Regions from separate parts of the Hordeum vulgare genome. Here regions 1 and 3 are each linked to region 2. The links are chromatin contacts, called in public Hi-C maps. All regions are on one chromosome and are shown on one strand. Each heading gives the region's core, a stretch centred on a gene start, on an enhancer-like site or on the middle of the called end of the contact. The rest is flanking DNA. Distances are from core to core; before and after follow the strand shown.

Region 1 (3,102 bases), core at 148-2,647, 780 kb before region 2:
GAGATCATCAGAAGAGCAAACAAATCGAAGCAAAATCTGAGTTTTGATGTTGCATTGAGACCACGAGCTTGGAGGAAAGGTGCTTTACGGGCATGTGAGACAAGAAGATTAGTCCAAAAATGAAGGAATGGTGTGTAGTATAAGAGAAGGAAAGGAGTAGCGATGAGATAAGGACGCAGAGGGCGGTCAGTGCTTTTCTTTAATGAAACGAAAGGAAATTTGTCATGTACCGGCTAGAAGCTACTGGATGCACGTGTGTTAGCATTGATTTTTTATTTTCTAAAACTATGTTTCTAAATACAAGTCTTCTTAAAAATATTAATACGAATATATATATATAGATATATTTTAAAATATAATTTTATTAATTTTGGTTTGTAGTAGTTCAAAAGTACATATTAAAATCTAAAGACTTATATTTAGAAAATGAGGGAGTACTATAGTTAGTAGAAAGTTGAGATACTTATTTTAAGACTGGGAAAGTATAATAACTAAAAGTGAGTGACATATTGAAAAGAAACATTTTTTAATGAGAAGGTATTTGAAGCTCGCTGATACTTGTTAACCATCAAGATATTCCTCAACTCTGGATGTCATCGATGTCATCAGTAAGATAGGGAAGAGAGAGCGAGGGATGGAGAATAGAGAGAGTGCGATAGCGGTGCATCTTACTCGCACCATGTTTCGCCCCGCACGACATCTGGAAGGGAAGGACTACCTTCCGTTGTACTATCCGTCTCGCAGCTCTGCGTACCCTAATCGATCCTCATCGAGGCCCGAGGATAATGTTCGAGGAAGTGGTCATGATGGCGTGGAGGGTGTGCCCCTACTGTTGAAGGCAACGTGTCAACAAAAGAGTGACAAGCATTATAAATTCTTTATTTTCTGGTCATCATATTTTTAAAGTGGGAAAGCATAAGTATGATAGCGTCTCAGGTAAGAAATCTCTACTACCCGTTGCAATGCACTGAAAACACGTTTTTTTCCTTTCTGAAAGGCACGACCGTGCCTTTCGCGATGGTAAAATCGTGCGTCTCGCGGAAGCAAAACCGTGCTTCTCGTAGGAAAAATAAAAGCAGAAAGCGCGTTTCTTTTCTTTTCGGAAGGCACGGCCGTGCGTAAAAAATCGAAAAAAACACTCTAAAAAACCAAAAACACGTGCGAAATAATAAAAATAATAAAATACAAAAAAACACTTAAAACATGACACGTGACGATGGCTGAAAACGCGTCAAATGACGATGTGTGGGAGTGATTGTTAGAATGCTCTTGAAAATGCGATCGTCTAACTAGTTGCTCAGGCCAGGTAGGAGTTCCCTATAATGCAGCCTACCAAACCGAATACACAGGGTTCAAAAGTCAGCATGCTTCTATATAGCTGGGCTTTGCCAGGACCGGTTCCAAAAGACGCGCCTCGGAATTGTAGCCCATCGCCGTCGCGTCGTATATACTACAACGGGTTGACCCGGCGCTCCCGTCCAATCCAATCCAAATCTGCTTCGGCAAGCGACCCACCAAGCCGATCTCTCTTCTCTCTCTCCCCCCTGCGCTGCATCTTCCACCCCCAACCAAACCACCACCAACCACGATCGGCGCGCGAATCCACCTCGCGAAACCCTACCTAGTCCCTGCCCGGCATGGCCTACGTGGACCACGCCTTCTCCATCACCGACGAGGACGACCTCGTCGGCGGGGCCATAGGGGGCCCGCGCGGCGCCCCCGTCAAGGAGATCGCCTTCGCCGCCGCCCTCCTCGCCTTCGGGGTCCTCGGCGTCGTCGCCGGCCTCTTCATGGCCGCCAACCAAGTCGGCGGTGACACCGCACACGGTGAGACCGAATCTCCTTTCACGGTCCTAGTTACTGCATCTAGGACCCTGAAGTTGCTGCAATTTTCTAACTACTGCTGTATGAATATTTGGGGATAGTATTTCTAGCTAGAGTTGGTATTTCAAGGGCTGTTACTTGTGAGAGCAATTGATTGATGTTTATTTGGCTGGGACATGTATATATATATTAGTATTTCGGAGTTGGTGTTTGGGAGCTGGAAATGTTACTTCTCTTTTTTTTGTTATAGAACATGTGATTGATGAAAAACTTGACCGCAAAAAATACTCCCTCCGTCCGAAAAAAGCAGCACTAATTTGGTGCTAGATACATCCATTTGAGGGACAAGCTTTTTCGGATGGAGAGAGTATATAATAGCGGCTTTAGATGTCCATGAGCTGTTTGCATTTGGTGAGAGGCTTTTAGTCAACACAGTTAAAATTCAGTGAACCGTGCTGGGGGGGGGGGGGGATTGTGGTTTTTTGTTGTTGCTGTTCAGAACAATGCTTCAGTGATATGCTTCAGGAAAGCCAGCAGTGAGAGCAACAGAGACTGGGTACTAAACGCTTAGTATGATTACACAACTGTAAAATTTGTAGATGATACTCCCTCCGTTCCTAAATAAGTCCATACGGAGTAAAATAAGTGAATCTACACTCTAAAGTATGTCTAGATACATCCGTATTTATTCCGTAGTGAAATCTCTAAATGGACTTATATTTAGGAACAGAGGAAGTAGTTAGGTTAGAAGCAATCCAAAATTCCTCTCATCTGTAATATATGTGATCATGATGTGGCTTTATGCTAGGATGTCACTTGTAGCATGGTGTACATGTGAGATCTTAAGATGTGATTTGCCACACAAAAAGCTTTAAAATTCTGTTTGCTCGTTGACTCTCATCCTTTCAGAATAGTGATGCAATATCAATATTAAAGTCGCACTCATGAAGATATCTGCTTCAATAAACTTTGACTACAATTGCAACTTTTTTGTTGGAACAGGAATATTCTTCATGGTTTTGGGCATTGTAATGTTCATACCTGGATTCTACTACACAAGAATTGCCTACTACGCATACAAAGGATACAAGGGCTTCTCTTTTTCAAACATCCCACCAATCTAAAGAACATGTGTTTGCAAACTTGTTCGGGTCCTTCCATCAAATGGCTCTACTGATAAAGCAAGCAGCCTTGGTGTCCTGTTGTTCGTTATGTATACATTCCTTCTACTTTGTAGAATGAACTACTGGTAGATTTGTGCATATAAATGCTACCATA
Region 2 (3,119 bases), core at 554-3,053:
GAGACCGCTTGCTGCGGCGCGTGACGGCGATGCAGGTCAACACCAGAGCCGACTGTTGGAGAAGAAGATGTCGAGGGCGCCGGCACGGAAGTGCGTAGCCCCACGACGGGGAAGCGCCTCGACGTCGAGAGGAGCATCCCGAAGCCACGCCGAATCGTCGATGATGAAGGAGAGAGCGCCGAAGAAGATCTGGTGACCCATGCTCGAACCTCCACCGGACGACATGATGAAAGGAAGTAGTCGCAAACTCGCCGGAAGTCGCTTAGACGCCTGCCCCACGGTGGGCGCCAACTGTCGTGGGTATAAGCCTGACAGTAGATGTGTAGGATACGAAAAGGATGGGCAAAGCCTTAGCTATGGCGAGGTTGTATGAGTTGAGGCCCCTCTGCGATGGAGGTAATAGCCCTACGTCTCAGTGCTCAGGGAGCTTGTTGTCGAGTGGAAATATGGAATACAATGAGTTGCTCACCCTTGCACCAGTGGGGAAGGGTGGCTTATATAGAGTGCGCTGCCCTTCACAACGGTCGGTGCGCAGGGGTGGAATAATGGCGAATAAATACCTACGTTACAGGTAACGTACGACCTAAATGCTAATAAAAGCGTGAGGAAACGTACGACTGTTTCCCTCCTGGGGGGTTACGATGTACAGAGTGGAATCCAGTCGGTCCGATCGATACGCTCCGAATGCTCGCCTTCGACTGGATGGTCGGATGTCTGTTACCGACTGGATGATGGGAATTCCTTAGTTCAGTCGGAGCTGACAAAGGGCCTTGTCCCTTATGAAGGGTGGTCCTTGGGTAGGACCTATAAGGTAGGCTTATGACCCTACCCTATGACTATAACCCCATCACAGTCTAAATGGCGTTTGTGGATATCACCTAAAAATAAGTGGCGTTAGTGAACAGCCCAACTAAGCCCATGAACGCCAGCGGCGTGTTCATCTCCTTCCCCGACACCCCAAGCTGCCAGCGTGCCGTACCTGTCGGCCGCGGCTGCGATCACCGCCGCCTTCAGGCCCCATTACCAGGTGGTGGCTCCGGACGACCTCGTCTTCCCGTACAACGACGGCGGCCTCCTGGTCCCACACGCGACGTCGTCCCCCTTCTCCTCCTCGTACCACCACCAGCAGCAGCACGACGTCGTCGCACAACTGCTTCACGAGGCCACCGGCGGCGGGGCCCTCCTCCCGTTCGGGAACAACTCGTCCAACTCGGACGAGTACCAGCAGGCGCACTGCAGCCTGGCGGAGGAGCGGCGGCGGCGACGGATGGTGTTGAACCGGGAGTCGGCGCGGCTATCGCGCATGAGGAAGCAGAAGCAGCTGAGCGAGCTGTGGGCGCACGTGGTGCACCTCCACGGCGCCAACCGCCAGCTGCTCGACCAGCTCAACCGCGTCATCAGGGATTGCGAACGCCTGCTGCGCGACAACGCCGGCTTCAGGGACGAGGGGGCCAAGCTGCGGGAGCGGTTTCTACCATAAATGCACCCTGTATCAGTTCGCTTTGTAAATACGCGGCACTATGTGAACATCACATACGCCATAAAATAATAATTGGACTAGGACATAATCCCATATAAGAAGTAGCGGTGAGAGCGTTCAAGTACCACAACACCCGGTGAGATGTCCATTTACATCCTGAGCCTGATCCCATCGCGACCCCTGGCATGCAGGCGACCCGGATGATTTCTGCCAGTTGTTTTTAAACGTTTCCGACGGCTTTTTGGTGCACTCGTTCGACAGGCCAGTGTTTTAGCCCTGCCAGTTTAAGTATGGAAATCATAGTGTTCCTCAAAAAAAGGGTGAAGCCCAGCCCGTTACATAAAAAGTACCCCGCCGAAGCCCAGCCCAGGAAACTCCCCCCACTTCCCCGTACCTTACCCGACCACCGCCTCCGCTCACCGTCGACGACTCCGACTCCGACTCCAACTCCAACTCGAAACAAACCCCAAAGCCGCCGCGGCCGTCTGCCTCCTGCCCCAGACGACCGCGCCGCAAACATGGATTCGCTTCTTGCCACCTACGCCTCTTCAGATGAAGACGCCGACGAGAGCATCCCCTCACCCGCTCCCGCTACCCGCCGCGGCGAGGCCAGCGGAAAGCCCGCCGGCGGCATCTTCTCCGCGCTCCCGCAGCCCAAGTCGGCGCCTATCTTCTCGTCGCTCCCGGCGCCGAAATCCGCCCCGACCTTCTCCTCCATCCCACCTCCCAAATCCTCCGCTTACTCCGGAAACCCTAAGCGCGTCGTCCAGTTCCGCCCGCCACCGATCCGCCAGACCACCGGAGTCAGCTCGGACGAGGAGGATGACGCCGAGAAGCGCCGTCCCAGCGCCAGCGAGGCGCCCCCGCCCCTGTCTGCTGGATCGGGGCCGGTGTCTTCGTTCCTCCCGGCGCCCAGGCACTCGCTTGGGTTTGGCTCCGGCGCAGCCAGGAGGTCGGCCGTAGACACCGCCGGGCCGGAGAGGTCAAATCTTGGTGCTGCTGGCCCCTCTAGCTCGGCTGTCAACAGAGGGGCGCCAGAAAGGTCCGATACTGGCCCTGCCGACGAGGACGGTCCTGAGGAAAGCAGTGATGAGGACGCCATGCCTGCTCCGGAGCAGCAGCAAGAACAACAGGGTCTTGGTGTCGGAGCTGGAGACGTCCAACACCAGGGTTATGATGCTGGAGTTGGAAATGCTAATGGGTACGAAGGTTATGCATGGGATCCAAACTATTATGCAAATTATGGTTTGGATCCGAATAGCAATTTGAATTATGGGACCGAACCACAGTATGCAGCATATGGAGTAGAGCAAGGTGGTGGGTATGGCAATGGATATGGCGGGGAGCACAGTGGTGGATACGGGCATTCGACAGCGCCGCCATGTGGAGGGGAATATACTGGAGGTTACAGTGCTGAGGCGGTGGCAATGGCAGCTCCACCAATGCGGGAGCCAGCACTTCCACCAGAATTGGGCAGGATTGGAGTGAAGAGAGGTAGGAGGGATATGCCTATGGAGATTATAGAGGTGAATCAGGCAGAGCTGGTCAAGAACCGTCCAAGGGAGGACAAATCCAAGCTCACAGGGATGGCCTTTGGTCCTAGTTACCAGGTACAGACAAATCATTCCCTGATAACATG
Region 3 (3,447 bases), core at 19-2,518, 640 kb before region 2:
CCTGTCCCATTTTTATAAATGAAGCAACCACAGTTTTGTTACAACCCAACATCCAGACAAAAAAATCTGAAAAATACAGGAAAACAGCTAACAGTCTTAGCTAGAGCCACCATCATTTTTCTCCCGAAGAGGGGTTACAACCCAAAGGTATTTATTTGAAGACTAGGTTCCCTATCCCCTCCCCTAGAATCATCTCCAAGCAATTCGGAGCAGTTCCCCGCGTCTCCTGTCTAGTTGCCTGATGAAGTCTCGCAGCAGATCCGCCTGAGCACCGGAGAACAAAACCCGTCATTGATTGAGATGAATGTCCAGCTTTGCAAGAATGCATTTCACACTTCTCCAGATGGGGCCTTGAAAACAAAATTCATTTCTAAGCTTCCATATGCTCCACAAGGAGGCAGCAATCACCATGTTAACCACACAATTCTTCTTATGATCTTTTCACAGCACAATAATATCATCAAAACTTAAAATTTCTGTTTTTTCAAGTGTCTCCGATATGAAAACCCACAACTATCTAGCTACTATAGAATCAAAGAAGAGATGTTGTACTGTCTCCTTGCAGCTACACAAAAGGCAAGTATTATCCTCAACAGGTCTACGTTTTTTCAAATTATCTCTTGTTAGTACTTTATTATGAACACATAGCCATAAAAAGACATGATTTTTTTTGTGAACAAATAACTTTCCACATGCTATCCCCAGTGGTAGAAACCATACCCCCAAAATTCTTTATTTCTATTTCTCTTCACCAATCACGTGTAAGTGATTGAACATACAAGAAAAAATAAATAAAATTTATGACTGCATGGACGGATTAATAGGATACACGTCTGGTCAGTGAACAGACGTATCCGTGAATGTTTAAAGGGTTATTTTTTTTTTGCTAAAGTGCTCTTAGATTGTCCACGTATCATAAACGGTCCATCACCACCCGGCGATCCACGTCGAGATGCAAATCCAGAATGTGCCAACAACTCCCCACAACCGGCGCCGCTCCCATCAATTTTTTTTTTGAAAGAAGCCGCTCCCATCAATCAACCCCGTTCGTCGTCTTACCACCGTTTTCCTCCACCATCTAAATCGGTGGTCCACCGCCGATCAGCATCGGCATCTCCGTCCGCGCTGGCCGCAGCTGCCATAATTTCAAAAGGCCGCGCCTAGCTGGCGGCGCCGTGGCACGGCTCCAACGGCTATGCCGCCGACCGTTCACGGTCTCACGCTCCTCCGCGGACGCGGTGATCAGGTGGCGCCCCCCTACACTACAAGTACACCCGCTCCGTGGCCTGGTTGAAAGCCACGTCACCTCCCTCCGCCCCCAAAGTTCCACGAGCTCGCGCTCCAATCATTGCGACGCGCGCCGCTCCCCTCCCCTCCCCGCGAGCCCGGCCCAGATTGGCCGCTCCTCCTCCTCCTGCTCCTCCTCCGGTAAGCGGCGGCCCGCCGATCCCTCCCCCGATTCGTCTCCCGGTGCGGTTCGAGCCCGATCTGTTCCCCGCCGTCCCGTGGCTCTCGCGGCGCGTGCTCGTGATCCGCTGGTTTAGTTCGGTCCGCGGTAGGGTTAGCGGATGTCGCCATGTCGCGGTAGGGTTTGGGGGCTGGGCGAGTGGTGATTTTGGATTGTTTCCGCGGATTGTGCAGAAAAGGCAAGGCGGGTGGCGGGGTTTGCCCATTCTGTCAAGCGAGGTGACGGGTGGTTCGAGATTCCTAGAGGCTGGGGGGAATTGATAGGCTTAGTGGGGAGGTCTGTTTTCTGATCTTTAGATGTCCATGGAAAGAAGAACGGGGTTGACGTTTGTGGAAGCAACTTAATTCTGGGTGCAAGTAGTCTTCACCTGCACTGCAAGTATAGGGCCTTGTGTTTAGTTCAACCGAAATGCCACACAGTCAGCTGCACTGATTACCTACCAATTTTATGATTTAATCGCTTCCTACCGTGCTTGTTTCCAACAGTGCAAATATAGCCCGAACCTAACTGCTATGTTGGTTCCTATTTCCCCCATCACTTATCGTGATGACGGTGTCAGTTTGAAAAATGATCCTTTAGACCTTGTTTGGTACTAGGGTTTTTGAGGAGATTGGTGGGGATAATCCCCACACGGATTGGGTGAAACCCCAACCTTCATCCAATCCCTTCAAATCCCCATTTATCCCCAATCCACTAGGTAGGGGTAGTGTATTGGGCATTGAGAAAAATGTACTAGAATTTGGGGATTTGTGGGGAAATGTGGGGATGAAACATGTCAAATACACTAAAACCAAATGGTGTTATGGGATATGTGGGGATTTAGGGGTTTGACCGGGATAATCCCCACTACTACAACAACAACAACCAAGCCTTTCAGTCCCAAACAAGTTGGGGTAGGCTAGAGTTGAAACCCATAAGATCTCGAAGCCAAGTCATGGCTCTGGAACGTGGATAGCTAACTTCCACGCACCCCTGTCCATGGCTAAGTCTTTGTCGATATTCCAAACCTTCAGGTCTCTCTTAACGGACTCCTCCCATGTCAAGTTTGGTCTACCACGACCCCTCTTAACATTCTCAGCACGCTTTATCCGTCCGCTATGCACCGGCGCTTCCGGTGGCCTCCGTTGAATATGTCCAAACCATCTGAGACGATGCTGGACCAGCTTCTCTTCAATCGGTGCTACCCCAAGTCTCTCTCGTATATCGTCATTCCGTACCCGATCCTTCCTTGTGTGGCCACATATCCATCTCAACATGCGCATCTCTGCTACACCTAACTGTTGGATATGTCGTCTCTTGGTTGGCCAACACTCCGCGCCATACAACATCGCAGGTCGGATAGCTGTCCTATAAAACCTGCCTTTTAGCTTTTGTGGCACTCTCTTGTCACAGAGTACGCCAGAAGCTTGGCGCCACTTCATCCACCTAGCCTTGATTCCGTGGCCCACGTCTTCATCGATATCGCCATCCTTCTGCAACATGGACCCCAAATATCGAAACGTGTCTCTCTCCGGTACCACCTGCCCACCAAGGCTAACCTCTCCATCCTCGTGCCTAGTAGCACTAAAACTGCACCTCATGTATTCAGTTTTAGTTCTACTAAGCCTAAAACCTTTCGATTCTAGAGTCCGCCTCCATAACTCTAACTTTCTATTAACCCCCGTTCGGCTATCATCGACTAGCACCACATCATCCGCAAAGAGCATACACCATGGGATATCTCCTTGTATATCCCTTGTGACCTCATCCATCACCAAATCAAAAAGATAAGGGCTCAAAGCTGACCCTTGGTGTAGCCCTATTCTAATCGGAAAGTCATCGGTGTTGCCATCACTTGTTCGAACACTTGTCACAACATTATCATACATATCCTTGATGAGGGTAATGTACTTTATTGGGACTTTGTGTTTCTCCAAGGCCCACCACATGACATTCCGAGGTATCTTATCATAGGCCTTCTCCAAATCAATGAACACCAT

Evidence for each region. Hi-C and Micro-C count contacts between places; a contact is called where the count stands out from the background.
Region 1: a contact with region 2 is called in a Hi-C map of seedling, with 4 times the contacts expected there. The contact joins the promoter of LOC123401529 here to the promoter of LOC123402539 in region 2. A contact is called at or near these places in 2 of 6 Hi-C or Micro-C datasets (leaf and seedling).
Region 3: a Hi-C map of seedling shows a contact between it and region 2, with 4 times the contacts expected there. The contact joins the promoter of LOC123402750 here to the promoter of LOC123402539 in region 2. A contact is called at or near these places in 1 of 6 Hi-C or Micro-C datasets (seedling) and 1 of 1 datasets of contacts at active chromatin or transcription factors (embryo).

The regions. Positions count from the first base shown.
Region 1 is chr6H:126,512,811-126,515,912 of MorexV3_pseudomolecules_assembly, forward strand. LOC123401529 (transmembrane protein 230-like) reads left to right here and starts at 1,398. Exons shown (of 2, transcript XM_045095357.1): 1 at 1,398-1,827; 2 at 2,827-3,102. The coding sequence starts at 1,638. The coding sequence ends at 2,948.
Region 2 is chr6H:127,294,711-127,297,829 of MorexV3_pseudomolecules_assembly, forward strand. It overlaps LOC123402539 (translation initiation factor IF-2), which reads left to right and starts at 1,804. Exons shown (of 2, transcript XM_045096463.1): 1 at 1,804-3,090. The coding sequence starts at 1,999. LOC123405210 reads left to right here. Exons shown (of 2, transcript XM_045098988.1): 2 at 930-1,480. The coding sequence ends at 1,480.
Region 3 is chr6H:126,656,766-126,660,212 of MorexV3_pseudomolecules_assembly, forward strand. It overlaps LOC123402750 (ubiquitin-conjugating enzyme E2 22-like), which reads left to right and starts at 1,269. Exons shown (of 7, transcript XM_045096703.1): 1 at 1,269-1,428.